Linked DNA regions of Mus musculus: regions 1, 2 and 4 are each linked to region 3. A link is a contact called in public Hi-C data. All regions are on one chromosome and are shown on one strand. The core of a region is the stretch at or near the end of the contact, and the rest is flanking DNA. Distances in the headings are between cores, read along the strand shown.

The links. A called contact is a pair of places that touch in the nucleus more often than the background predicts.
Region 1: a contact with region 3 is called in a Hi-C map of B cells, with 5 read pairs. The contact joins the promoter of Rab4b here to the promoter of Hif3a in region 3. A contact is called at or near these places in 1 of 39 promoter capture datasets (cranial neural crest) and 1 of 484 Hi-C or Micro-C datasets (B cells).
Region 2: a contact with region 3 is called in a Hi-C map of B cells, with 5 read pairs. The contact joins the promoter of Fxyd5 here to the promoter of Hif3a in region 3. A contact is called at or near these places in 2 of 39 promoter capture datasets (cranial neural crest and second pharyngeal arch cranial neural crest) and 1 of 484 Hi-C or Micro-C datasets (B cells).
Region 4: a Hi-C map of B cells shows a contact between it and region 3, with 6 read pairs. The contact joins the promoter of BC024978 here to the promoter of Hif3a in region 3. A contact is called at or near these places in 1 of 39 promoter capture datasets (cranial neural crest) and 1 of 484 Hi-C or Micro-C datasets (B cells).

The regions. Positions count from the first base shown.
Region 1 is chr7:27,177,172-27,184,527 of GRCm38.p6, forward strand. Rab4b (RAB4B, member RAS oncogene family) reads right to left here and starts at 1,712. Exons shown (of 8, transcript NM_029391.2): 1 at 1,556-1,712. The coding sequence starts at 1,571. Mia (melanoma inhibitory activity) reads right to left here and starts at 3,978. Exons shown (of 4, transcript NM_019394.3): 1 at 3,751-3,978; 2 at 3,529-3,662; 3 at 2,998-3,108; 4 at 2,570-2,663. The coding sequence starts at 3,874. The coding sequence ends at 2,640.
Region 2 is chr7:31,039,101-31,046,429 of GRCm38.p6, forward strand. Fxyd5 (FXYD domain-containing ion transport regulator 5) reads right to left here and starts at 3,231. Exons shown (of 9, transcript NM_008761.4): 1 at 2,990-3,231; 2 at 2,297-2,357; 3 at 1,083-1,157. The coding sequence starts at 2,357. Fxyd7 (FXYD domain-containing ion transport regulator 7) reads right to left here. Exons shown (of 6, transcript NM_022007.1): 3 at 5,853-5,927; 4 at 5,608-5,650; 5 at 5,471-5,511; 6 at 3,415-3,804. The coding sequence ends at 3,782. The region is part of intron 2 of Gm38984 (a long non-coding RNA gene); the gene reads left to right. Mir7050 (microRNA 7050) reads right to left here and starts at 1,217; the gene lies at 1,158-1,217.
Region 3 is chr7:17,059,878-17,066,352 of GRCm38.p6, forward strand. Hif3a (hypoxia inducible factor 3, alpha subunit) reads right to left here and starts at 2,550. Exons shown (of 15, transcript NM_001162950.1): 1 at 2,479-2,550. The coding sequence starts at 2,504.
Region 4 is chr7:27,192,372-27,198,959 of GRCm38.p6, forward strand. It overlaps BC024978 (cDNA sequence BC024978), which reads left to right and starts at 3,410. Exons shown (of 7, transcript NM_001243888.1): 1 at 3,410-3,736; 2 at 4,535-4,995. The coding sequence starts at 4,643. Snrpa (small nuclear ribonucleoprotein polypeptide A) reads right to left here and starts at 3,900. Exons shown (of 7, transcript NM_015782.3): 1 at 3,620-3,900; 2 at 3,073-3,185; 3 at 499-671. The coding sequence starts at 3,163.

The DNA.
Region 1 (7,356 bases), core at 462-2,961, about 10 Mb after region 3:
AATCCTGCTGCCCCAGCCTACCCACTGCTGGAAGTGCCAGCACACTGCACTTTTCTTTCTTTCTCTTTTTCTTATTTTAAGAGTATTACTTTGGCCAGGCAGTGGTGGCGCACGCCTTTAATCCCAGCACTTGGGAGGCAGAGGCAGGTGGATTTCTGAGTTCGAGGTCAGCCTGGTCTACAGAGTGAATTCCAAGACAGCCAGGACTGCACAGAGAAACCCTGTCTTAAAAAAAAAAAGAAAGAAAGAAAGAAAGAAAAGAAAAAGAGTATTACTCTGTAGTCCAGGCTGACCTCTAACTTGAAGCAGTCTTCCTGCCTCGGTTTCCCAAATGAGAGGGTTATAGCACACAAAATTATTTTTATATAGTGTTTACCATATACATGCCCATCACAGTCCTAAAGACTCATTTAATCATAAATAAAGCTCTAAAGATAAAATTATACAGCTCAAGAGATGGCTCAGCAGTTGAGAGCAATGACTGCTCTTCCAGAGGTCCTGAATTCAATTCCCAGCAACCTCATGGTGGCTTACAACCATCTATAATGGGATCCAATGCCCTCTTCTGGTGGCTCTGAATACGGCTACAATGTACTCATATACATTAAATAAATATTTAAAAAGGAAAGAAGGAAGTATACTAAGGACTTCTACTTTCCAGACTAGGAAAATGAGGCCAGAGAGGTTAACTGACGAAAGCAAGACTACACAGCTAGGCACAGCTAAGCTACAAACCCAAACTAAAGGTCTCCACAATGCAAGACCTTACCTGATGCATTTCAAAAGCCATTTCAACAAGAATTAAATCTGACCTCCATTCCTCTTCACTTCACCTCCTACCCCCTCTCACTCATTCACTCTGTCAAGGCCTCTGACGTTGGGCCTATGTCCTAAACTGGTTACCTCCTCTGGTAAGTGTGCACCAGATTCTGTGGCTTTTCTATGAGTGTTCAATGAATGGAGCTGTCTCTGATTGTCGTCAGAGATTTCTACTGCCTTCCAACCTACCTCTACCCACCTGACACTGTACATCCATACTGATTGCCTAACTCTGAACCTTGTCTCCCCATCCTCTGTCCAGAACCCCTGGCCTCTATCCTTAAACTTATGCCGCATTTCTTGACGCTAAGTTTCAAATCTATAACTCAAGAACATCACTCCAGCCCTCTCAAACCAGATCAGCCCACAGAGTGTGCAGGGTGCACAGCATCTGTGAGGCTCTCTCTGTAGTCCATAAAACCTGACCCTTGCTGGTCACCGTCAGCCCCGCCCTATCCACTCATGCTCCGCCCAGGAAGGCTTGCTTCCCTCTTCAAGGCCTACCCCCTACCCTAATCTACCAAGACTAGGTCCCTTAAATCCCGCCCTAGATCTTTTTAACCCGTACAGCGGCCTCTTCAAGCTCCACCCAAATCGATTAGCTCAGCCCCAGACCCACTTAGCCCTGCCCCGTATCCGGGCAGACCCCGCCCACCTGACCAGAAAGCCCCGCCCCACTTCCACATCCACATCCACTACGGGCCCAGCCCCCCCTGCTTCGGCCCATCAGCCTCACCGTAGGTCTCGGCCATGGCTCAGTGGCGACCGCTGAGGGCCGCAATATGGCGCCGCAGCCGCGCCTGTTCCTCGGCTGGCAGCCGCTCCACTCGGGCTGCAGCCTCAGCTCCTTTCCACTTCTGGACCCGGCGCCGCCACTTCCGCCTTCACCGCCCCCCCCCCTCCCGCGCGAGCCTCCGGAGCTGCGGATACCAGGCCACGCTCGCCCAACGCAGTGATTGGTGGATTCAGGAGGCAGTGGGCGGGATAAGCGGCGCGGATTGGTGGCATGAGAGGGGCCGAGTCAAAAGGGGCGTGACATAGAAGAGCGATTGGTGGAGCAAGTGGGAGAGGGCGGAGGCAGAGATGCTGCCCTAGCGGTGGAACGGATTTGGTCAAATATCGGGGAGCAGAGACTAGACTCCGTATTGGTTATACGTAGGCACGGGGCGGGGACAAGAATGCCAAGAAGGAGCAAGGGCAGGATGGACAGAGTTGGAAGAATGGATCTCAGGCTGCTGAGTGTAATTTCTAACCCCATAGACCGGAAAGAGGAAAGCTGAGGACACGCGCACATTTATCCCTATCTACAAGAAAAACCTCTGTTGGTCGGGCTCTGGGGTCGCGCATGCTTTCAACCCCAGTACTCAGGAAGCAGAGGCAGATGTATCGCTGAGTTCAAGGCCAACCTGGTCTACATAGTGAGTTTCAGAACAGTCAGGGCCTACATAGAGAAACCCTCAAAACAAAGACAAAACAAAAAAACTGTACGTTCTATGCGCTTCTCGGGATCTATTGGCTCATACCAATGATTCAACTCCCTTTAAAAGAGAGGAAAGCGTACATATATTGTACTGTTTACCCCCTTGCTTGGGGGTCCCAAACCTTACCTTGGAGCAAAGGGCTTGCAAAGTGAAATTCTGCCTAGTAGCCACTGACGTTACAACATTCAGGGCATTAATTGGCTATATTCAGAAACCCGTGAAACATTCTTTGCACATACCCACCCAACCCCAAAAACCAAAGAGACAAATAGTTTGCCATTGGCTGCTGTATTTGCATAGAGCCGGAAGGGTAACTGCAGGGATAGCGGTAGGCTGAGCTCACTGGCAGTAGAAATCCCATTGCTGAAAAAGAGTAGATAGAAAACCAACCAGTGATGACATTGCAATGCGCCTAGTGGTTCTAACAAAGTTATAGCTGCAAGGACTAGGTTTGATCACCCAGAAATGAACACATTAGCTTCCAGTACTGCACCCTCTGCCATTTCCCAATTAGAGATCACTCAGCACTGGGCAGGGCCTGTAAACTCAGCAGCCCTCAGGAGGCTGAAACTGGAGGCTAGTGATTTTGAGGCCAGCTTGGGTACATACCAACAACAAAAATAATTACTTCTCATAAACAGGTAAGCAAATAAAGGAACTATCATCCTACTCCCACCTCCACCCCCAAGACACTCACATCGGTCTTCATATCAATTTTGCCAGGTTTCAGAGTCAGGTCCTCCCGGACAATGCTACTGGGGAAATAGCCCAGGCGGGCTGCCAGGTCTCCATAGTAACCTCCCTGAACCTGGAGAAGAAGTTAAAAGTCCATCTGGGGAAACGGCACTTATGCTTGCTGAACGCCTGTGTACAATCTTCCCTCTTACTTGAATCTCAGCTTAAATGCCATTTGCTCATGGATAGAATGTTGCCACTACAACTAATCCTCACAATGTCATGTTTGCTGCCACTTTTGATGGCTTGCTGGTTGCCTGCCTCTACCCCTTTGTTCACTGTTGTATCCCGGGTATGAAAAAGAGCTTTGGCGCTAAGCTTCTCTGTAATTTCTAAAGAAAAAAAAAAAAAATGCAATAAGTAATAAAATGTCCTTCCTTCCCCCAAATCTCGTTTTCCCCTCCCCCCAAATCTTCCCTTCATATGGAAAACAAGGCTTTACAAACCCAAACAAACCCCACACCCTTCCCATTATCACTCTCTGAAGACTCACACTGCCTCCCCAGAAAAGGCGCCCACGGCCCTTCAACTTGGAGAAGACATACACCACTTGGCCCCTATATATAGTCAAGAAGCGGCAATCAGGGGCCACGTAGTCCTGGAGGGCCACAGCCATGGAGATAGGATCTGGGGAGGGAGAAGGAAATGACAGCAACTGCAAAACAGACTAGCAGTCCAAGCCTTCAGCCCCCTTCCCTTGTTCCCTGACTCTTACGGCTGCATTCCTCGTCCGCACACAGCTTCCAGTCAGCCAGCTTGGGCATAGCTCGATCAGCCCTGCTAGGCCCTGAAAAAACAGACAAGACGACGATGCCAAGGAGCACTGGGGACCACACCATCATGGACTGAGAATGACCAAGTGAAGAACGAGGTCTCTGGGCTCCTCCTGCCCTCCTTCCAGGCTGAATATCAAGGAAACCTGTGTTCTCGATCCTGTCTCCGCCCCAAACCAAATTTCACCCTCACCCACTCCCCAAGGTTGTTCTCCAGCCAGTACCATTTTAGAGAGAGGGTAAGGGCTATGGGCCAAAGAAAATGCCTACTCGAGCCCAAAGCAATTCAGGCAATTCCAAGTAGCGATCACCCCCTGGATAACTAGAGACGCAGATAGGCAGGCTGGACTATCTGATTCCACCTTCAAGTCGTTTTAGGTACCTGGACCCTCCAGAGACCAAGCTAGAGGAGCCAGTATAGAAAACCACCCTGGAATTTCCTGTGCTGAGGTCTGAGAACAAGGCAGTTCTTTGATTAGCAGCCACAGCCAGGGTTCCCAGGTACTGAGCAAACACTCAACGTCTGGCCTCAGGCTAGGCACTGTCCCACCTGGCTCACTGTGCACATTCACAGGCTACTTCCTCACTAGAAGCTAAGCTATTCTAGCTTATGAGCTTCAACCCACTCATCTATAAAGAAAGCAATGAAAGCAAACAACTGCTGCATGTATGTCTGAGTACTGCATGTGTGCCTGGTATTTTTAAAGGCCAGAAGAGGGTCTTGAGTCTTCTGGAACTGGAGCTACAGAGCTAGGTGCTAGGAATCAAACCTGGGTCATCTGGAAGACCCACTCGTGCTCTGCTCTTAACCGCTGAGCCATCTTTCCAGCCCACTCTTTTTTCTTGAGACACCGATCTACTACTGCACAGCCCTGGCTGGCCTGGAACTCCCTATAAAGACCAGACTGGCCTCAAACTCTTAAGAGATCAACCTGCCTCTGCCTTTCCAAACGTGGGTAAGGCATGCACCAGCAAATCATATGCATGTGTGTGTATGTACACCCACACAAAATATATATGTGTATATACTATATATATGTATGTATGTATATATACACATACATATATATGCATGTGTAAAAATCATATATGTATATATCAGGGATGGTCTGAATTGCCTCAGGAGTAGCCCTGACAAGCCCAGTTCACAAAGAAATTGAGCTAAAGAATGTATGTCTATGGTAACTGAACCAGGAAGGGGAAAAAAAGATTTATTTCAGGGTTTCTTAGTATCACTGTTATCTGACCTGACATGCCTCTTAGAAGGAGCAGTCCATGAACAGACGTGCAAGGAACAGAGGCCCAAAGAGCATGTTTAGTGACCTCACAAGGATGCAATCAACAGACTGAGGCTGAAACTATAGCTTAATGGTTATAGTTTGAATAAGGTGGTCCCAATAGGCTAGTATATGTGAATGTTTGGTTCCCAGTAGGTGGAACTGTTTAGGAAGGTTGGCAGATGACCTTGTTGGTAGAGTTCTGTCACTGGGTGTGAGCTTTTAAGTTTCAAAAGCTCAAGCCATGGGGGAGGGGAGAGGGGATTTTCAGAGGGGAAACTAGGAAAGGGGATAATATTTAAAATGTAAATAAAGAAAATATCTAATAAAAAATTTTTTAATGAAAAAAAAAGTCCAAGCCAGACCCCCCACCACACCCCCACACATTTCCTCTCCTTTTCACTGCCTCATCTTGCCAGGTTTAAGCTCTCAGCTATTGCTTTGGCATCATGCCTGCCTGCTGCCATGCTGTCATAATCACCACGAACTGATTCTCTTCAACTATAAGCAAGACCTCTAGTAAATGCTCTGCCTTTAATTTACTTTAGTTCTGGTGTCTCTTCATAGCAACAGGACAGGAACATAGTGGTTGAATGCCTGATAATCTTGGGTTCAATTCCCAAGCCAAAAAATAATGTATGATAATTTATAACTAAAATATATGTCAGGGGCCCAGGACTGAGCTTGTCTAGTATGTACAAAGCCCTGGGTTCAATGCCCAGAACCACAAAAACTAAAACAGTAAGACCACTGTAAAATAAGTGTAGGAGGTGATTTCCTTGAGAAGTTTTAGACACAAGTTGGTAAATAAATGAAGCTGGTAGCAGAGACCATGAGGTAGCATGTTGTTCTCATGTTTTGAATTTCCCAATTTAGAATACATCAAAGTGTTTCTTTGGGCAGTAGATATTTTACTGTAAATACTAGTTTCAAATCTTGGCACTGTGAAGATTCAAGGCATGAAAATCTGAAGGCCTCTGGGAGACAACTAACTAATACATAGGGGACTAAATGTAGCTCTATTGGTAGACTCCTTGGCCTGGCATCCGCCGGGCCCTGGGGTCCACCCACCGCACTAAATGACCTGGGTGAGGCAGTGTACCACTTACAATCCCAGGATTATTGATGTAGAGCTAAGAGGACAGAAGTTCACAATCACCCTCAGTTACAGTGACTTCAAATTCACATGCTTGTCTCAAAAAAACAAAAATATAACCCTCAGGGGCTGCAGTGGTTAATACTTGCTGCTCTTGCAGAGGACCCAAATTAAGTTCCTAACACCAATATGGTGGGGGCTCACAACCATCTGCAACACCAGTCACGGGGGATCTGATGCTCTTCTGACCTCTGAGGTTACACATGGTACATAAACATACTCGAAGGCAAAATACTCACACACATAAAATAAATCTAAAATTAAAAAGTAAGCTTCCAATATAGGGAACTAACTGCATGGTCAGTACTGCCAGCGATTTGGAGATACACAGGATACCTCATCTGCATAAGCCATGTGCAAAGCTGAAAATTCAGGCCTTCCTAGACAAAAGAAACAGGCAGGTACTCACGAGCCGGGCGTGGTGGTGAACGCTGCCTTTAATCCCAGCACTCGGGAGGCAGAGGCAGGTGGATTTCTGAGTTCGAGGCCAGCCTGGTCTACAAAGTGAGTTCCAGGACAGCCAGGGCTATACAGAGAAACTGTCTCTAAAAACCAAAAAAAAAAAAAAAAAAAAAAGTACACTCACCATATTGTCTTATTGTAGAAATGTCTCTATTCCCCCAAAACTCAATTTACTTAAACCCACTCAGTGTTTCCAATGTACTCGGCACCAAAATACTTACCTGACATGCATGTGGACTTTGGTGCCCATAACAGAAAAAAAAAAAAAAAAATATATATATATATATACCACTAGGTTCTTGGTGGGTCAGAAATCTTGGAGCTGTATGTCTGACTTTAAGTCTGAGGCTGCAACCAACAGGTCATGAAATATGGAACTTTCATCCGATGGCTGGACTTGAGGGATGCCCGCCCAAGCCCCGGTAAACGCCCCGAAGCGTGCAATTGCTTGTAAAAATTGGACTGTGGACTATGGGGGTAGGGGGAGGTGATGAGGAGGGCTGACTCAGGGACCTCTCCCCAGCCTAGTTTTGTGTGTGTGACTGTGTGTATGGGAGTTTAGTCGGAATGCATGTTGTATTCATGCCCGTGGATCCCCTCGGGGTGGAGTTACTGACATGTGGGTGCTGAGACTCTAACTCTGGTCCTCTGAA
Region 2 (7,329 bases), core at 1,981-4,480, about 14 Mb after region 3:
TAAAAACAGGGTCAGAGAGAGAAGTGAGAAGGGAGCAGCAGAGAGTTTCCCTAGGTGAAGACTGGAGAGTTTCCATAGCAACTCGATGTTTTTCTTAACTGCCTATACAGTGTGCAAGGTGGGCAGAGGCACTCACTCTGCGGTGTCTTTCCTGAAGAGCCACCTGCCCTCCCTTCTTTGAGACAGGCTCTCTCATCTTCTTTGGACTCACCAAGTACGCTAAGCTGACAAGCCCTGGAGATCCACCTGCCTCTGTCTCCCCACCTTGGGGTTTACAACCACATGCCATTATGGCGGGCCTTATATAACAGCTCTGGGGATTGAACTGGGGTCCTCATGGTTGAACATGGTCCATGTTGAGGCCATGAGAGGAATTCAGGTTCCTTGATAAGCACTCATGTAGGATGCCTGGATCTCCCTTGCCTCCACACCCATTAGCAGGACTCAGACGCCTTCCCTGGAAAAAAGGTGTTTGACTCAGTTTCCCAAACCTCCCTGACCACAAACCACTATTGCCTGCTCTAATCAGGACTCCTGGGCCAGGCATGGAGGGGTGCCTGTCAGCCCAGCACTCAGTGGCTGGGTCCTGGTTGGAGACTCCTCCTCCTCCTCTGACATCAAACAGGGCAACTGATGGCAGAGCAAGATGGAGCTTTAGCTGGCTGGGATGACTGAACCCCACATAGAACAACTGGAAGCAAGAGTTGGTACTAGGTTCCTCGTAGTAGCTTTTAAGCACCTAGATCAAGCCATTATTGAATCTTTATCCCTATTTTTTTTTCCTCCCAGTTACACAAATGTAAATTTCCCTCTTTGGTCTAAGCATGGTGGTGGTGTTGTCCACGGTGAGAATTTCATTGATCACTTTCCTTTCCTTTTCTCTCTTTTCTTTTAAAAGATTTACTTATTTTATGCATGGGAATGAGCACATTGTAGCTATCTTCAGACACATCAGAAGAGGGCATCAGATCTCATTGCAGATGGTTGGGTGGTTGCTGGGAATTGAATTCAGGACCTCTAGAAAAGCAGTCAGTGCTCTTAACCACTGAGCCATCTCTCCAGCCCTCGATCACTTTTCTTACCTGGGACATTGTCACGAGTAGTCGCAGAAGTCTGGTCCGCTGTAAAAATGGATGTGGGCTTTTTTGGTGTCTGCCCTGGGGAGATAAAGGCTGAGAGTTCAGGAGGGAGTCTCTCACCCCCTTCTCCTGTCTTCTGTCCCACCTCGCCAGACCCACTGAAGACCCAGGGGAATCAGCTTTAACTGGGTCACTCTACAGTCTTGAGTGTGACTGAAGTCTTCCTATTGCCGCAGGACCTTTGCACACCCTTGCAGGACAGCCTCATTGAGAGTGCAGGTGTTTGGGGTAAACCAGGGCCTTGGAGCACATTCCACTCCCGACCACTTCCTCCTCGCTCCGTGACCTGAGCCACTCATTTGCCTCATCTGAAAAGCACGAGCTAGTAAAGGAGCAGGGCTCTCTGCCCCATAGACAGACAGCTAAGGAGGGAACGGGCTTGCTCCTCATGCTTCATGGGCTAGACCCTGTCTCCTCCCCCCCCCCCCCGAGATGCCTAGCAGCCTTTGCAGCCAGAAGTCACCCGTGAACACCCATGCCAGGACAGACAGACCCTGCAGGCTCAGAGCCCACAATTTTTACCTGGTCCCACATCTTCTTATCGATTTCACCCCAACCCAGTCTTCTACTGACTCTCAGATTCATTGGGCTTATCAGCAGCTCCTTCTTCTTCTTGTGCCCCACCCCGCCTTGTGTGCTCACTGAACAACAGTTCTCTCCATCCACAAAATGGGCATGGCGAGGCACAGAACAGAACTAACTGCCCACCCACCTGGGCACTTTTACAAGTACTTTCCAGGCCAGAGTGAGGGTCTCTGAGCCCCAGCTTGGACCCCTTTGCCCAACTGTATTCTCAGAAAACCCATCAGTTCTGCTTTGCCTGGAGCCTGGGGTTTCCTGGCGGCCGAGTAGAAAACTGACACCAATCTCCCAGCCAAGTCAAACTCAGCAAGTTCTTCTCAGAGGTGAAAGGGAGGATGCTCAGCAGGACAGGCTCCAGTCAGACCCTCTGGATCACCCGAGCTCAAAAGTGTCCAAAGAGGGTGCTACCCAGAGCCTGCCTCGCCAATCCCACTTCCTGGTGCTCGCTCACTCGGTGGGGGTTGGCGAGGGAGTAGAGTGAGAAGATGGTACCCAGTATTTGAGCTTTGCAATCACCCATCTAGCTGCCTCCTGGAGCTGGATTGGGGCGAGGGGTGGTGGTGGTGGTGTCTTACCTCTGCTGGGCAGAATCAGGGCGACAATAGTGAGGAGACACAGGCGACTGGACAGTGACATCTGTGGGACAAGCTGAGGCAAAGGTAAGGCATAGCCCCTCCGCACCCTCCCACCCCCTCGCAGCCTCTTTGGAGCAGGCGTCTGGTCTCAAGGACCCTCTGGTATCTGCCTTTGGGGAGAGATTTTTTTTTCCGTCTCAGGCCACCATCCCCTTCTTCCAGGAGCTGATCCCCAAAGAAAGCCAGAAGCATCAGGCGAGCCTGGCTTCCTGACACCCCTGAGGCAAAGATGCCGCTCCCTCCTCCTAAAGCTGGAACTGATCCTCCCGACCCATGGTTCCTGAGTGGAGGAAGCCAGTGGCCCGCTGTGTCTGCTCCCTCGAGGGCAGGAGCCCAGAGCAGCGGGGCCAGGAGGGGAACAGGAAGGGTGACTAACGCAGGGCTGCTCTCAAAGGAAAAAGTGAGCTGGTGTCCGGCTGCCCTGCAGGCACCACCGCGCCCAGCACCCGTGATGGGCAGATCATAGAGGGACCTGTCTGCCCGCAATGGAGGCGCTCTAGGGAGACTGAGGCAGAAAAGGTGCCCACAGAGTGAATACGAGGCAGAGAGGCATCGAGATCCTTCTCTTCTCCTCCCAAGCAGCTTCCCACCTGCGTGTGTGGCCCAGAGCAATAGAGCAAAAGAGGGACTTACATCTGAGCCGGAGATCTCCAGACTGAAGTGTCAGAGTACCGCGTGGGAGCTGCCTCAGGGTGGAGGGTGTGGCCACGGGCGGGCGCGGACGCAGGCAGGCGGGGACCAGAGCGTCCCAGTCATTTCCTCTCTCGTTTCCAGGCCCCACAGGCAGGGGTGGGAGCTGGGGAGGAGGAGGATGGTGGGGGACTGAAGGCGGTGGCCTCCACTCGAGGATCTGAGGGACGCAGATGGGGGCAAGGTGCAGAGAAGGGAAGACCCTTGGGTGAGGTGTGGAAGGAAGGATGTAATGAGAGGGAGGAGACCCTGGAGGGAGGAGGAGGAGGAAGAGAAGGAGGGGGGAGTGGGGAGGGGGGAAAAGGACAATCAACTCAGCCTCCCACCCAGTCCTCTGGTGCCCACAGACGACAATACACAGACAGAACGGGGGGAAAAAACGAATGCACATTTATTAAGCTCAAGATGTGGACCCTGAGGGGAAGCTGGGAAGGTCCTGGAGAAGGAGACCAGGAGATGCAGGAGGGAGGGACACTAGGATCCCAGGGGACTGGGGATGGACTCCTGGATCCCAGGAGCTGGAGGCCTGAGTCTCTGGGTCTAGGGTACAAATAGGATCGTTGTTGCCAAGGCCTGGGGAGGGAGAGCGGGGTGCATTGGCTCCGGCCTTGGGGTGGGTCTGGCGGCTGATTGGGGGCACACTCCCTGGCGCCAGGCTGGGTCCCCACCGCCTTCTCTGGGTCCTCTGGTTCCTGCACTCTGGCCAGGGACAGCAGTGGAAATCTGCAGAGGATCCTACACACCGCCACCTCCAGGGGCTAGGAACAGAAGAGAACTCAAGTTACTGACCTAAGGAGGGAAAGAATCAGAGTCCAAGGATGGCTGCCCTTTAGCTCTTGGGGGATCCTCATGTCTTCCTGACTCCTGATATCTGGTCACTGCAGGGAAATCTTCATAGCTACTGTCTGCCCCATCTCAAGCAATGGAGAAAGGGAATCCAGCTGTGGTGGACACCCAAGGCTGACCTGAGTGTTTTGGGAGGCTTAAAGTCTCCTTGGAAGAGCCCCCACCTCATGCTATACTCCAGGCTTCTTTTCTACATATGCTCCAGACAACCTAGGCATCTAGCAGGTGTCCTCCAGGACAGGCTACCTTTGTTCTTCTGCCCAGCTAAGGCTGGACCAAACACCTCCTTCCATCCTGCTCCAGCACCACAGAGAGATACCCGTGATGTTCTTAAATCTCATTAAGAATATATGAAACATGATGTAGTTTTCTCATGAAGTCTCCCCCATTTATACTTAGTTCTTTAAGCACTACTCGTTGTCATAAGTTTATTTTTTTTCTCCCATTGAGACAGGGTTACTCTGTGTAGCCTTGGCTGTCATGGGACTCTCTGTAGACCTGCCTGCCTCTGTCTCCTACTAGGACTAAAGGCATGCACAGCTCCCACCTGGCTGTCATAAGATTTTAATGGGAAGCCACCTCAATAGTTCACACCTGTAACCCCAGCACTTGGGAGGCTGAGGCAGGAGGATGACTCTGAGTGTAAGCTTGGCCTGGGCCACACAGTGAGTTCTTGCACAGCCAGAACTACAGTAAGACACTGTAAAAGGAAGAGAGTTTTTACTCCCCAAAAGTCCTTAGAAAGGAAACAACTCTAAAATTTAAACAAGTCTCCCATGGATGCCCCTCGAAACTTTCCTCCTTCTCACTCCATCTTATCGTCTTCCTGTCTCCATGCGCTGACCCTCCCTTCTGTCTTCTGCACCAGTTTCCTCCTCCCCGCACTTCCTTCCAGACAGAACCCTTTCTTCTGCTTGTTTTTGAGACACAGTCTTGTGTGTAGGCCAGGCTGCTCTCAGATGCTCTCTATAGCTAGGACTGACCTCGAAGTCCTGGTTCTCCTGTTTCCACCTCCAGTGTGCTGAGATTATGGGCAGGCAGTTTAGGTATTTCTGAGGACTAGACCTGGGGCCTCGAGCATCCTCCCCAGCAGCATCCTCCCCCGCCCCCCTTTTAGGACAGGGTCTCACTATGTATCCTGGCTGGTATGGGATTCACAGAGATTCACCCTTTCTCCATCCCCTCTCACTCCAACCCTCCTGTGGTGGGATTAGAGGTATGTACCACCATTCCTTGCCCACCTCACTCCCATCTTTAAATGTGTATTCCATGCTTCTGATTGTCTTTATTCAGCAGCCTGCGCTCTGCCCTCCCTCTCCCTTCTCTCCCCTGCTCTGCCCTTCCCTGTGTGGGTTTCTCAGGTGCTAGCCTCTTCCAACTTCTCAGACTTCCCCAGCCACACCCCACCAAGCTTTCCGAGGCTTGCATTTCTTTAGGACCTTCTTGAGATATTTCTGGAACTCTCCCTCTGTGACCCCAACCTCCGAGGGACCTGGAATCCAACCCCCAGACTGCCTCCACCCACGTAGCCCTCTAAGGATCCTGCTACTTCTAAGTGTCCCCCAGAACCATGCTCACCTGAGGAGGGCAGTTCCGACTTACAGGATTTGCATGTTGGGCTGTATAGGGAGAGAAGAGGAAGCTTAACAGGCTTCAGGGGATGCTCCCGAGCCCTAGGTTAGGGGTCTCCATCCCAGGACCCCAGGCTGCCCCACCTCTCAGACCTGGAATCCGCCTTCCTGCACTTCACCTTCTTGCCTGTTAGGAGAGAGACAGCAGGGAGCAATCGGGGTGTGAGAGGACAGAGCAGGGCAGGCAGAGGACCTTCAAGGATAAGGATGGGGTGGGACCAGCAGGAAACCCTCAAAGATCAAAGATCAGGATCTTTACCAGTGGGGATAGGGTGGGGTGGGCAGGAAAGCCTCTAAGGTGGGGACCCACAGGTGGGGAGGGCACTTACTCAGGATGATGATGATCCCCAGCACGAACATGATAGTGGCCAGGGTCATCCCCACAGTCTGCACAGTGGCATAGTCTAAGGGAGACAGGGGAAGCTCAGGACAGCACAGCCCCAGCCAAGTCCGTGCCTCAGCAGAACAAGAGAGCATGCCTTTAGTCCCTGAGCCACCAATTCCATCAGGGAATAAGAATCCAAACTCTGCCTGGGCCAGAACCTCTGTGCACCCCCTCCCCCAATGCTGCCCTTCTGGATTCTCACCTCCACACTAAGTTCTATCAGTTGCCTCTTCCCAGATCCTCATCTTGATCCTGCCCTCTATGATCAAGGCCTGGACTATCCCAGCAGACCTCTCACTGGTCCTGCTGCCCTGTTTCCATTTCCCTCCCATGGCCATGAGAACTCCATTGCTTCCAGTCAGAGCAGGAGCCCCCTGAGGCCTCTCTATTGCCCTTACAGGATTCCAAGCAGAAACCAAGGTAAATCAGGATTCATATCTCAGAGTCATCTTACGACTGTCCCCAAGTTGCTTCTCCAGTTATTTCAGCACACAGGCCCATAGTCCTGGAGTCAATGGAGTTCATACCCAATGGAGACATTGAGTACTTCTTGTTATTGGGGCAGGCAGCAGGCTATCCTGACTAACACAGTCTATCTACCACTGATGTAATAAATGAGAGTCCTTCAGTGAATGACCTAATCCTGATCCTACTCAGGCTTCAGGGACCCCTCTCTTTCCACAGTCCTCTGCTTAGCCATCTAAGCCTCCCTATTCCTACAGCATACCAACCATCCTGCCTCAGGACCTTTGCACCAGCCACTTTCTCTACCCAAAGGTTCCATATATGTGACTTCCTCATCAGCCTGTGGACCTAAATGAAGTGTCCCAATTAAAAGTCTCATGCTCCCAGCTCTCTCTAACCCATTATGTTTCCTTCATAAGAATGTATTGCTTTGAATTGGAGAGATGGCTCAGCAATTAAGAGTGCTGACTACTCTTCTGAAGGTCCTGAGTTCAAATCCCAGCAACCACATGGTGGCTCACAACCATCTGTAATGTGGTCTGATGCCCTCTTCTGGTGAGTCTGAAGTCTGTGACAGTGTACTTATATATAATAAATAAATCTTTAAAAAAAAATAAAAGAATGCATAGCTTTGAGACTGGGTCTCACTGCACAATGTGAACTGACCTCAAACTCACAATGACCCTGCCTCAGGCTTCTGAATGCTAGCAGGAATGATTCTTGTCTCCAATACATGTGTGATGTGAGCTGCCAGGGCAAAAAAGTCTGGTCTTCCATGCTGTCTCCAGAGCCTGGCGCAGCACCTGGCACCCAGCAGACAGGCACTGCATATATTTGCAGGGAGGAGACTTGGGGTACCTGGTGAGTGCACCCTGCATCTGCCACTTCAGCAGCTGGCTCCAAGGTAGTGATCAACCATTCATCAACAAACAAAAATTGCTAACAAAAACCAAAAC
Region 3 (6,475 bases), core at 1,300-3,799:
TGTGTGTGTGTGTGTGTGTGTGTGTATGTGGTGGGGGAGAGATCTGTTTCCTCACTGGGAGAGTTCTGACTCCCATTATCCAAGACTGGAAGCTGGTGCTCTGGGAGGGAAATCCCTGGGCCAGGGAGTGGAAGCTTGGGGGTTTGAACCCTGACTTTAGAGCCTGTGTTCTAAAATGTTATTCTTCAAGAAGGTGTGCCCACCACCCCAGGGACTCCTGTCTGTTCCTTTCTGCCTGGTGGCCTTAAGTCCTTTCCTCCTGTCCCAGCACCGCTGCGGATCTCCCTAGCTGGCCCAGCTCTGGGCCAACCCCTTGGCAGTGTGCCCAGCCTGGGACGTGCGCCTGGAACCTTGCCACCTTCACTCCGTGTTCTAACTGAGAACAGAGGGTGGGGCCTAGGGGCCCAGGGTGAGGCCTGGGAAGGGGGACTTGGGGCCCAGTGGTGTCTTAGCCAAGAGAGAAAAGACCCCATCTCTTTCTCACCCCGAACAGCTCAGGGAATTAAGACATTAAGAATTTTCACATTCTGAGCTTCTCTCTGACTCTTAGCTGGGTACTGGGGGGTGGAGGGGCTTGCCAAAACTGTAGAGGGTTTGAGGTGCACTGGGGGCTTAGCTTTACATCTGACCCCTTTGATATTGCTTGGAGGTGACCTGAGAGGCCAGGGGACAAGGTTTGGGTTGGAGAAAGGACTTAAGGTAGGGGTCAGTGGGGAGTCTCTCTGACCTTGATCCAACTTGTTCTCATGTCATTCGGTGGGGTGTCTAGCCATCTGTCCTGTTTTTCCCGGAAACCCTGCTCTCAGGTGGGTATTCAGGGCAGTGTGCTCATTCTTGATCTCCTATGAATACTCCCCACAAAGAGTAAGATGGCTTGGAGACGGAAGCTAGAAGAAAGAAAGGGGCACACGGCGCCAGAGGTAACCACTCACCCTCACCCAAGCCCCCTCTGATGCCAACTGTCATCCTGGGGGTGCAGGAGGGGCCCGGAGCTCAGCTGTGAGGCGGGTGCAAGTTGGATGTGCGGCCGCGTGGGATGACACCACAGGAAAGGGCTGGCCTTGGGTGCTAACGGGAGGAGGAGTGGGGGGGGGGGAGCGATGACACCCTAGTTAAGTTAGGAGAGGGCCCTCACACAACCATAAAGGGGCGCTGTCACGAGCGGCACCAGGGATGGCCTAGAAGGGGTGGGGACTGAGTTCCCGGGTGGGCTCAGGGCCAGAAGTTGGAATAGATGGGCCAGACAGGGCCAGAAAAAGGGCGAGCCTGGGTGGGTTGAGGTAGGGGGTAAAAACTGGGTGTAGAGAAAAACCAATCAGATCTCGGAAGCCAGGGAGGAGGGACAGGGGTGAGGCTTGAGGGATGCCCCAATTTAGACAGGGAATACCAAGAGTCTAGGAAATTTTTCTGGGGTCTCCCGTGGCAACCTGGCGAAATGGGCTCCACTGGCTATGGTCCCAAAGCCTCTGCACCTGTTGCAAGGTGAACACAGAACCCGCTTCTTCCTAGGATAACCCCAGCTGTGTCCAGCCACAGGAGGGCGCTGCCTTCCCTTGATTAGCCAGGGCATCTTTCGGAAGGATGTCTCTCAAATAGGGTTTGGGTGGGGCCCTCCTCCCTCAATTACAGACTGGGTCCAGGCAGATGAAATTGACACAGAACCAGATCGCAGGAAGTGGCTCAGATTTGTTCTGTTGGTACTGAAAAGGAGCGACCCTACTTATTTAATGCTGTTTTTTGAGACAAGAAAATGTAGACCAAAGCTGGTCTGGAACTTGCCATGTAGGCCAGGCTGGCTTTGAAAGCATCAATCTCCTATAGCTTTCCAAGTGCTGGGTTTACAGGCATGAATCTCCTTCCCCAGCTATCATTCCACTCTTTGAAAGGCAAAAAGACCTTGGTTAGGTCCCACACAGCCTCTAATGAGGACCTCCCTATCCCCATGTCATTTTAGAGCATTTTGAAGCTTGGGAGACTGTTAGAAAGGGCATGGTAAAATTAACCTCTCTCCTGGAATTCAGAAATAGTGTCTTTCAGGGACTCCCTAGAAACTCCAGTTTGGGGATCCCTTATTAACACCACAAGAGCTAGACTGCCAAGGAAGACTCCTTTCAGGGATTTGGAGGAAAAGACTTTTTTGGAAGAAGTCTTCCTTGCTCAAACGCGACCACCTCCAATCCATAAGGAACTTGGAGTTTCACCCCCAGCCAGATGGAGGATTGAACCCGATGTATCTGGAAATTGCAGCTCATAACCCCAAAGCAGTTCCAGGGGAGGGGGGCGGGACAGCTGGAGCTCTGGGGGTAAATCCCTGATACCCTGAAAACCTCTAAGGTGGAGGGTGCATCGGGATGTGTCCCCAATCGGGCGCCTCACAGTGTCCTCAACTTGAGCCACACCCCAGAGATGAGGGGTTCCCTTAAAGCTCCGTCAAAGAGAGCCCCCAGACCCCACCATCCTATCCCCGAAGCCCTGTACCTCACGCGCTGCAGCCCCAACGCCATGGCTCGCCCTTCGCGGTTCCAGAGCCCTCGATGCCCAGCGTCCCCCTCCCCTGCCTGTGTGAGCCCCCTCCCCAGCTCCACCTCTGCCACTCCATTGGCTGGTCTTTGCCCAGCCCGCGGCTCTGATTGGAAGGTGGGCTTGTTGCTCCCGAGAAGGAGGAGGGACTAAAGGAGAAGACTTGGAACTTCAAGGGGTTGGGGAATCCGATGTAATGCACACCCCCAGCCACGCCCCTGCCCCAGACTTCCTTGGCAGTCCGGAGCCCGCCGGGCGTGATTTCCCTCCAGTCTCTGAACTTCCATATGTACACTTCTGAACCATCTGATTCACTGTTCTCTGTGTCCCAGTTCCTGTCGCAGTCTCTGCCTTCACTCCCACCTTTCCCAACCCCCTCTCCTTTCTCCCGCTCTGTCCTTTTCTTGACGTACCAAGTCCCCACTTCTCTCCACCCCGAACTCTACTTCACCTGTATTTCATAACCCCTTTCTTTGCCATACCCCATGTCCCTCCACTGTGTGGCCCCACTGTGGACCCCGCCTCCCAGAATCTTCCTTGTCCACCCGTCTCCACCCCATCCTGACCCGTGGCCTCTCTTAACTCCCTGTGCAGGTTCCTGCGGATGAATAATTAAGCTTCTGTCAAGTAAATATGCTTTAGCTTCATCACACCCACTTGTAAAGGGAACAGAGAACCGATGAGAGATACGTGCGCAGTGACATGGACAGGTGGAAGACGGTACAGCTGGGTAAGGAAGAGGAAGGAAGTTCCTGTGTAGGCTGGAGAGGGCGTGGACACTAAGGACAGGGGTGAAGGAGCAGTGTTCCTTCCGTATGCAGGTTTGGGTACACTCTACACTGCGGCAGAAATGGATTTATTGTTTTTGAGTTATTGGGCAAGCTCCATCTTAGGACTTTCACACATAACTGCGCACTCTCTTTAGAGTGCTCTTCTCGGCTAGACGGTTGGCTCCAGGTTTAAGGCCCTTGCTGCCAACCCTGAAGACCAGTGTTCAATCCCCAGGCCCTCCCCCCTCCCCCCACATCGTGGAAGGCAAGGTCTTTGATTTATCTGCGCGCACGCGCGCACACACACACACACACACACACACACACACACATACACACACCACACGTAAAATGTAATAAAAAACTTAAAAAAATTCTCCTCTAAAAATCCACATGGCTCCCCACCTCAACTCAGGAAAATAGTAAGCTGTCTCCTCCCATTGCCTTCTCTTCTCCATCTTCCTTCTCCTCTTCTTTCTCCTTCCTCTTTCTTCCTCCTCTTCTCCATTTTATTTTCAGATGGGGTCTCATGTAACCCCGTCAAGACTGGCCAGCAAGAGCTGGCCTTGAACTTCTATCCTCCTGCCTTCACCTTCCAAGTGGATTACAGGTGTGTACCATTATGCCCAGCTCCCATGCCATTTAGTTTCAGTTGATTTTATTTGAATAAATCTGACTATATCCATGCTATCAGCAACTCCAGGGAAGAAGGCAAAATCCAGACAGAGCCAATCACTGTAGGACTTCCTTGGCCACAGTGATTACCAGTTTTGGGAAGATATATGAACCAAACTAGTATAGTGAAGATTAACTCTGAGGACTTTGCTGTAACTGTCAGGAGAGAGGGTTTATTTATTTCTTATTGTTTTATTGTGTTTATAGCACAGAGGATTGAATTTGGGACAAACTCAACCAGAACCATACATATCCCCAGCTCTTCACTGTGATATTGAGATTCTAGGCAGGGGCTCTACCACTGAGCCACGCCCCCAGCCCCTCACTGGGGGATTCTAGGCAGGGGCTCTACCACTGAGCCACGCCCCCAGCCCCTCACTGGGGGATTCTAGACAGGGGCTCTACCACTGAGCCACACCCCCAGCCCCTCACTGGGGGATTCTAGGCAGGGGCTCTACCACTGAGCCACGCCCCCAGCCCCTCACTGGGGGATTCTAGACAGGGGCTCTACCACTGAGCCACACCCCCAGCCCCTCACTGGGGGATTCTAGGCAGGGGCTCTACCACTGAGCCACGCCCCCAGCCCCTCACTGGGGGATTCTAGGCAGATGCTCTACCACTGAGCCACGCCCCAGCCCTTCACTGGGGCATTCTAGGCAGGGGCTCTGCCACTGAGCCACACCCTAACCCCTCACTGGGGGATTCTAAGCAGGAGACAGGGGCACTACCACCAAGTCTGAGCTCCATTGTTCTTTTTAGCAATCTGGCTCGCAAAGCAACTACCCTACGCGTGTATTATATTTCACAATAATAAAAAAATGACTTGACAGTAATTGTCATTGAGGAGCGCTGAGTTAACTGGAGGTCACAACTGAAAGCAGAGAGCTGAAATCCTCAAAATAGAATGTGCAGGTCTGTGAGGGGTGCTCTGGGGCATGTTCAGTGATCCTCCCACCCTCATTGCTCTCCAAAGCTGTTTTTATAACACTAGTAAGATGCTCTTGCCTCACTCTTCTCCCCCTGTACACTGACAGTTTCCATGGTCACGGATATGTGATAGGAAACTTGCTCTGATGTTATATTTTATTATTATAAATGTAATTTTAAAAGAATTCCACACAATGGATTGGTGTCAAACTGATTCCTTTTCAGTTTTTCTTTTCTTTTGATTTCTTTGTTTCTTTTCTTTTTTTGATTTTTGAGATAGGATTTCTCTGTGTAGCCCTGGCTGTCCTGGAACTCACTCTGTAGACCAGGCTGGCCTTGAACTCAGAGATCCACCTGCCTCTGCCTCCCGAGTGCTGGGATTGAAGGCGTGCGCCACCACCACTCAGCTCCCCTTTAAGTTCTCTTATTCCCTTCTTGCTCTTGCTGACTCCTATCCCTTTCCCAATGAGTCCCCTTCCTGCTTTCATGTCTTTTGGGGGTTGTTTGGGGGAAAGTCTTGTGCAGGTAGCCATGGTTGCTGAGTGTCCGTGATTGCAATGACCTCGTAAAATGCTCCAGAAACCAACATTTTGGGGGTTTCTTCCCTATCTTCTGGTTCTTACAACCTTTCCATCACCTCCTTTTCTTTGGTGATAGAGATGTCTTGTTTAGGTCTGAGTACTAAACATTCCCTTATTTGCAGCTATTTGGGCATTTATCAATTTCTGCTTTAACTGTTGCCTGCTTCCAGAAGAGACTTATTCTGCCAAAGCTGCATTAGTCTGTGAGTATAAACAGAAATGTTAAGAAGGCAGTTTGACTACATGTTTGTTTAAGAAAACATCAGTAGTGAATTCTCCCATAGGGCCCATGACCCCTTAGCCATAAATTTTTGGCTAGGCTTATAGTACCAGCTGTGAATCCCACGGTACGGATTGGGTCTCAGATCCAAGGAGAAAGTGGTTGGTTACACCTGGACCACTCATGGCGCTACCGCAGTGCTGCACACGCTTTGCCTTGTGGGCCAGTATCGCAGCAAGCAGGGCCACCGCTGAGTGAGATCACTGATAACTCCCCCCCCCCCCCCCCCCAGCGATCTGCACACCACCTTCCAGTAGCACTGTGAACTCTAGCCAGCAGGAAGGACGCTTCCATATCACTTCCAGCTTGATTTCTCTGTGTCTTCTGCAGCAGGGCCTTATTGTCTAGTTCTCATGGGTGGCTAATGACAAGCCTCTACCACTTTTGGGGCTTTTAAGGACCCTGTAGCCAACAGACCCTAGGGAGGTATCCTGCACCTGGCATGGGATTTTCATGGATCCACCATGCAGGGCATCTCTGTTTAAGCTCCTTTGTGTGTGTGTGTGTGTGTGTGTGTGTGTGTGTGTGATCACTTTGGCCCAGGCTGGCCTTGAACTCACTAAATCCTAGATCAGTGGCTCTCACCCTTTCTAATGCAGTGACCCTTTAATTCAGTCCCTCAATCATGCTGACCCCCAATCATAAAATTATCTTCACTGCTACTTCATAACTGTAATTCTGATACTGTTGGGAATTGTAACATAAATATCTGATATTCAGGA
Region 4 (6,588 bases), core at 2,160-4,659, about 10 Mb after region 3:
CACTCTCAGAAGAAGCTGTGCTGCGGAGACAGGGCTGGGTGTGTGGAGGAGCACTTGGGGGTGAGGGACAAGCAAGCAGAGGCGTGGTTAGAACAAGGCTTCAGTGGAGGTGGGCAGTCCAGGCAACAGCTACAGTGATAGAATGTCTGTAGGTACGGAAGACAAGTGCTGCTCAGAATCCGTTCTTCACTTGGGTTCCACCATAGTTCTGTGGTGTTTTAGGCAGGTTCCAACTCTGCAGTCCAGGTTGGGTTGAAACTCTTGGCAATCCTCCTGCCTCAGCCTCATAAGCCACCACACTCAGATACTCGATCAGTCTGTGACCCCACAGCCCCCGTATAAGGAACACAGGATGAAAGGAACAACAAAAAAAAGTAGCATCCTTAGGGACCAGCATAGGCCACAGGAGGCCCATAGCCACCCAGTCTCCTCCCACACAAACACATCAGCCTATACACATGCACACAAACACACAAACTTCACGCTCAAGACACTCACCATGGGCTTGTCGTAGAAAGGGAAGCCCTGCATGGAGCGCAGGGCATTGGTGGCGCTGGTGACCTCCTTGAAGATGACGAAGGCCTGGCCCCTCATCTTCATGATCCGAGACACCAGGATATCCAGGATCTGGCCAAACTGGGAGAAGATGGCATACAGGGACTTCTTGAGCTCTGCATTTAGGGAAGACAAGACACACTGTGACAAATGGCTGGACACTGTGTCCTGGTACTTGCACTATCCTCAGAGGTGGACCAGCCAGGCATGGTGGCGCACACCTTTAATCCCAGCACTTGCAAGGCAGAGGCAGTAAGATCCCTGAGAATCTGAGGCCAGTCTGGTCTACAAACCAAGTCCTGGACAGCCAGGATTGGCTACACTGAGAAACCCTGGCTGGGGATTGGGGGGGTGTGGGGGCGGGGGAGAGAAAAACGAAAAAAAAAAAATCACAAAACCAAAATGTCAGCCCAAATAAGGGGCCACCAGCCAATTGACTGAATACCCAGAAATGCTACATCTCAAAGCCCACAGTAACAGAAACAGCCAATAGCCACTCAAATGGACATGTCTACGTCCTACAAGACGTGGGCAGCTATAATACCTACTACAAACTTGCTGTTCAAATAACAAACACTTCTTTTCACTCTTAAGCTAACCTTCCAGGCCTTTAAGCCTGACATGCCATCGATTCCTTCCTTCCTTCACTTGTTTATTCAAGGTAGGATCCCATTCTATAGCCTGAAACTGTCAACAATTCTCCTGTCTCAGTCTGACTCACAAGCACGGCCTCCTAGTGTCCGCCACACCTCAGCCGTTGTACTCTTCACTGAATGCCCTTCTCCTGACATCTCCATGACTGCCCCTCTAGCCACTTAAGTCTCAGCATAAATCTGCAGCCTCCCTGCAGGAAGCTCTCTCCAACTTCACTGTCCAGATGTCCCCTTATGGCCCTCTTCTTACCCTGTCTCCTGCTGACATCACAAGTCCACTTACCGACCACCACTAACAGCTACAAGCCTGTCAGTTGGACATGCTGGCCCCACCCGAGAATCCCAACCCTCAGGAGCCTGAGGCAGGAGCACCAGGTACCTGAAGTCAATCACAGTGGGACCTGGGAAGTCAGGCTTACAGGCAAGCATGCGTACCAGCTGAGTCATTTCCCAGTCCTCCCACGACACTTTTCTCCAGTTGGTCATAAGAACCAGTATTTACCCTTCCTTAACTTCTGAATTACTTCCACAAAGCAATGCACCAAGGGGCCAGTGCAAGGGCAGTAGAGCATCCATCCACTTCACAAGCCTTCACGACCTGAATATGATCTCAGGAACTCAACAGCTGAAAGACAAAGGCTTCTCTAGAGGGGTCCTGACCACCCTCATGCATCCATTTATAGATGCACACAAAATAAATACATAAAAATAGTCATTTGTGTTTACTTTTTTAAAAATGTGTGCCGGGATTCAGTCTTTGCAGAAACTTTCTAACTATGGGCCTTACTTCCAGACAAGAACTGAATTATTTGGTAGGGATTTCTATTTAAAAAGAATCTTAAAAAAAAAAAATTTTATGTGTGGATTTTTTTTTTTTTTTTTTTGCCTGCAGAAGCCAGAGGAGGATGTCGTATCCCCTGGAACTGGAGACACACACAGTTACGAACCTCCCTGGAGGCAAGGAATCAAAACCAGATCCTCTGTTAGATCAGGCAGCATTCTTTAACCACAGAGCTCTCTCCAGGCCATGCTGATTTTCTTAGTTGCTGAGATTTGAACCCAGATCCTTACTCCTGCTAGGCAAGACTAACACTAGCTACATTCCTCAAACCTTTTGGACACTGGGTCTTGCTATGTCGCCTCAGCTGGTCTGGAACTCAAGCTCCTCCTGCCTCAGTCTCCTGAGTACTGGGATTACAGCCCTGTACCTCCACACCCTAAAAGAAACCGTTTGTCTTTGGTTTCTTTTTTATCTGCTTTGGCCATGTTGTCCCAAATGGTTTCAAACTTTCACTCTTCCTGAAGAACAGAATTACAGCCTCTGCCAACCAGCCCAGTCTAAGAATCTGCTTAAGCAGAACCCCACATTTCTGTCTCATTTTTCTTGCTATTTGATCCCAGGCAAGTTATGCCACCCAAATTCCAACTACTTAATCTGAGAGGCTTGTGAGAATTAAAGACAGTCAAGACTTAGAACGCGGCACAATCACCCACATCACAAAGCCATCCATTGCCCATCCCTCCTGTGTGTCATCTGCATTGTAGTCAATCACTGAGGCCACCACCCAGAGGTCAGTGGACAGAGACAGTCTCATGAAAGCAGACTGATGGCAAGAACGATCCTGGAAGGCTTCAAAGGAAGAAGGGACCTATGAGCTAAAACCTGGAAGATCACTAACAATGCGCAGATTAAAGGGCAGAGTGTAAAACCTAGGGTGAAACCAAGGAACCAGTAGGTACAAAGGCCAAAGTTAACTCCTAACAGACAGAATGGGGAAGGCTGAAAAAGAAATGTGGATGCTAGAGGTGAAAAGGGGTCAACTCTTGTGATATCACCTTGAGTCAGGCTACCCCAAGAACTCACCATCCTTCTTGATCTTCTCATTGAGATTGTTGATATAAATAGTGTGGTTGGCACGGGTCTCGGGAACTGGCATGGTGGCTATGGTGGCCATGGTGTGAGATGTTCAGGTACGGCTTAAAGAGGAGGAAAAAGCGACTTTAGCCCTAAGTTTCCCAAATTCTTTGTTCCAAAGGGCTGATGCTCAGGGATCGCCCTTCCAAGAGGAAGTCGAGTAAGACCGGAATTGGAAGAGGATGTCACAGCTTAGCAACAAAGCCAGCACAGGCCCCCGCTTCTCCAACCCGCGTGCTAAGGGAGAGCTAGAGAGGTTAACTACGAATCCCAGAATGCTCTACGAGTCCCGGCAGGCGGAGCACACCGAGCGGCGCTTCCCATTAGTCCACGTGCGCGAAAGGCGTCCCGGGAGGAAAAAAGACCCCGGATGTCGGAGCCAGTTAAGAAAGTAGGGGCCGACTTGGAACATCCTAGTCTCTCAAAGAGAGGCCTCCCGAAGTGCTCCACCCGCCTCCCCGGCGCCGAGCAGCGTCTACAACCCGCGGGAACCCACCACCTGAGCCGTCGCTCCCGCCGACAACGCCCGCCGAGCTACGCTGCACAGACACACAACTATCTTCCCCGGCAACGGCTTCTCCCTTCCGCGAGCTAATCACGGCGGGCAAACTCGGTAAGTTCAGAGTCTCTCCCCCGGCCTCAGCGTCTGCCAAAGGAACACTTGGGGTCCCGCCCCCTGGACGCGAGGGAACGGACCAATCAAAGAAGGGCACGAGCTTCTGGCCAATTGGGACATGGTTAGAGCTCTGGTGCATTCTAAGACTGCCTTTCGGAAGCCACACCTCTTCCCCTTCCGCCAGTATCACGTGACCTTCAAGAGCGTTGTGCTGGTTGCGAGTTCTATCACGTGGGATGGGAAAGGACAGGTGGAGGCTGGCCGGGTGACGTCATTTCCTCCTGGGGAGGCGCTTGTGCAGATTCCTAAGTTCCTAAATTGATAGGTTTATACCAACTTAGTTGGCCTTTGATCGCTGAGTTGCTGCGACTCTCATACTTCCCCGCTAAGCCCATGACCCGCCCACCATTAGGCTGTTTTCTCACCCACGTGCCTTTTTTGTAACCTCTTAACCCTAGCTCGTAAAGTCAAGGTTTCAAACTCAGGCCCGCAATGCAAAAAGTAGGCAAGTCACATCCTTTAGACACCTCACAACAGATCTGAACCTCCGAATAACAGAAGTGACCAAAACTAGCTTAGCTACAGCAGATGAGATGACACCTACAAAATGTCCCTTCTAATGTAGCCCCAGCCCCATAGCACAGACCACCCTTCGGGATCCTTCAGCATTTGATTTAGCCCAGTTTCTCTTTCCACTGTTTCAAATACTAGCCCAGGTTCTCCCAGAACAACTGGCCAGACACCATATTCTGCTATCAACTCCAGTTTTAATTTTTTTTTTTTTTTTTTTTACAGATCTCAATGTGCAGGCCTGAATATCTCTCATCCAGTTCCTTTAAAAACTGAAAATCTCCATCCTTGGGAGATTTGGGGAGAGCCTCTTATTCTTCCTGTAGACCCCAAATGACTTCTCCATGCTCTTTCCCCCTAAAACCCACAATCTCTCCAATAATTCATGAGACCCCAGACACCAACATTCCACCTCCTTTACCTCTAAATCCCCCGGACCTAGCTTTACCATCCCCTCCTTGTAGTCTCCATACATCTATTTCATCCCCACTGCCGCCCCCTCCCCCCCCTCCTGCTCCTCCCCCTCCCCCTCCCCCTCCCCCTCTACCCTCTGCTGTGGAGCCTGTTCTCCCTCATGTCTATGGCCTGAAGAACAGCCAGCTCCTGAAGGAGGCCTTAGAGAAGGCTGGCCCAGCCCCCAAAGGCAAAGAGGATGTGAAGAGGCTCCTGAAGCTGCACAAGGACCGGTAGGGTCTCCAGCCCCCAAAACCAGCCCAGATCTCAGACAATCACCTGATTACAAGTCACCACAGCCACCCTGCTCTTTGCGGTCCCACTTCCTTGATCTCAAACAGCCAGATGCCTTAAGTACCCTACTTAGTTAGCTTCCAGCAATAGAGAGAACAGCTTCTGCTCGGGCCTGGCTTTGACACAGAAGCCAGTGGTTCTGTGCCTCCAGACAGTGACTCCAGAGTAGCCAGAGTTGTGATAATGGAGCCCAAGGACAGATCTCAGTGTTGGCTTCTAGAATCGAAGCAGCTACAAATGCTAGTGAGCACGTTATGCAGGCCAGTGCCATGAAAGCAGACAGTACCGAGCAGATCTACAGTAAAGACTTTTTAAAGAACTGGCAAAGTGGAGCTGGAAACACAGGGTCAGCAGCAGCGGACGTGGAGTTGGATGGAGGGATTTGGACTGTCCTGAGGTCTGGTGAGCCAGGGAATGACTTCGCTGAGAGAGGAAAGCTACTTTAGAGAATGAAGGTCATGAATCGAGTCCAAGGTCTCAGGAAGAGAGTAGTGCACACAGGGACACGCACAATAAGGGAAGAGACTAGAAAAGAGACCACAGGCCCTTGTCCAGATTGATAAAGAAACTCCTAGTTCCTGACATAGTGGCAACATGCCTGTAATCCCAGAGCTCAGGAAGCCAAGCAGGAGATGAGGGAAGGCCAGCCTGAGCTACATAGTGAGACCCTGACTAGGAAGGAAGGAAGGAAGGAAGGAAGGAAGGAAGGAAGGAAGGAAGGAAGGAAGGAAAGAGGCTCTTACGCTCTCTAACCACATTTGTAAGGTACACACACCAAGTACTCCAGCCACCATCATCAAAATTAAATGCAGAAAACCTGTCACACCACAAAAGTAGTTTGTGTTAGACACTACTCTGAAGGAGTTGTTCACTTTGCTTTATTTTTTGGTCTGTTTTTGTTTTGTTTTGTTTGTTTGTTTGTTTGTTTGTTTGAGAAAGGACCCATGTAGCCCAGGCTGACCTCAAACTTGCTATGTAGCTGAGAATACCTTGTTCTTTCTTCCTCCACATCAGATTATAGGTATACACTGCCAGCACTAGAAATGGTGGTATGAAACAGAGTCTCTCTGTGTAGCTCAAGCTGGCCTGAAACTTGTGGCAGTCTTGCTTCTGCTTCCAAAGTGCTGATACTTCAGGCATGAATCACTGTGGTTGGCTGACTTTTTAGATATTTGTTGTTCTCAGCAACTTCCTAGGAGAGGAACTGCTACTTTCCTGCTGAGGAAGTCCTGGATGAGAAATCTAGGACTCTTAGAAGGATAGAAAGATGACCCTAGTTAGAAGCTCTTGCTGCTCTTACAGAGAATATGAATTGGGTCCCCAGCAACCACATAATGTGGCTTAAAGCCATAGCACCAGCTCTGAAGGATCCAGCATGTCTGGCCTCCGTGGGTCCCAATGACGAAAGCTGAAGGTCCCGCTCAGCCACTTTACAAAGGGACAGGTCTCCATTTGAACTCCAGGTGCCTCTAAGCACCCTGCTGTGGTCTGGAGTTCTCTTAAACTGAGAACCTGGAGCTTTGTGTATCCAT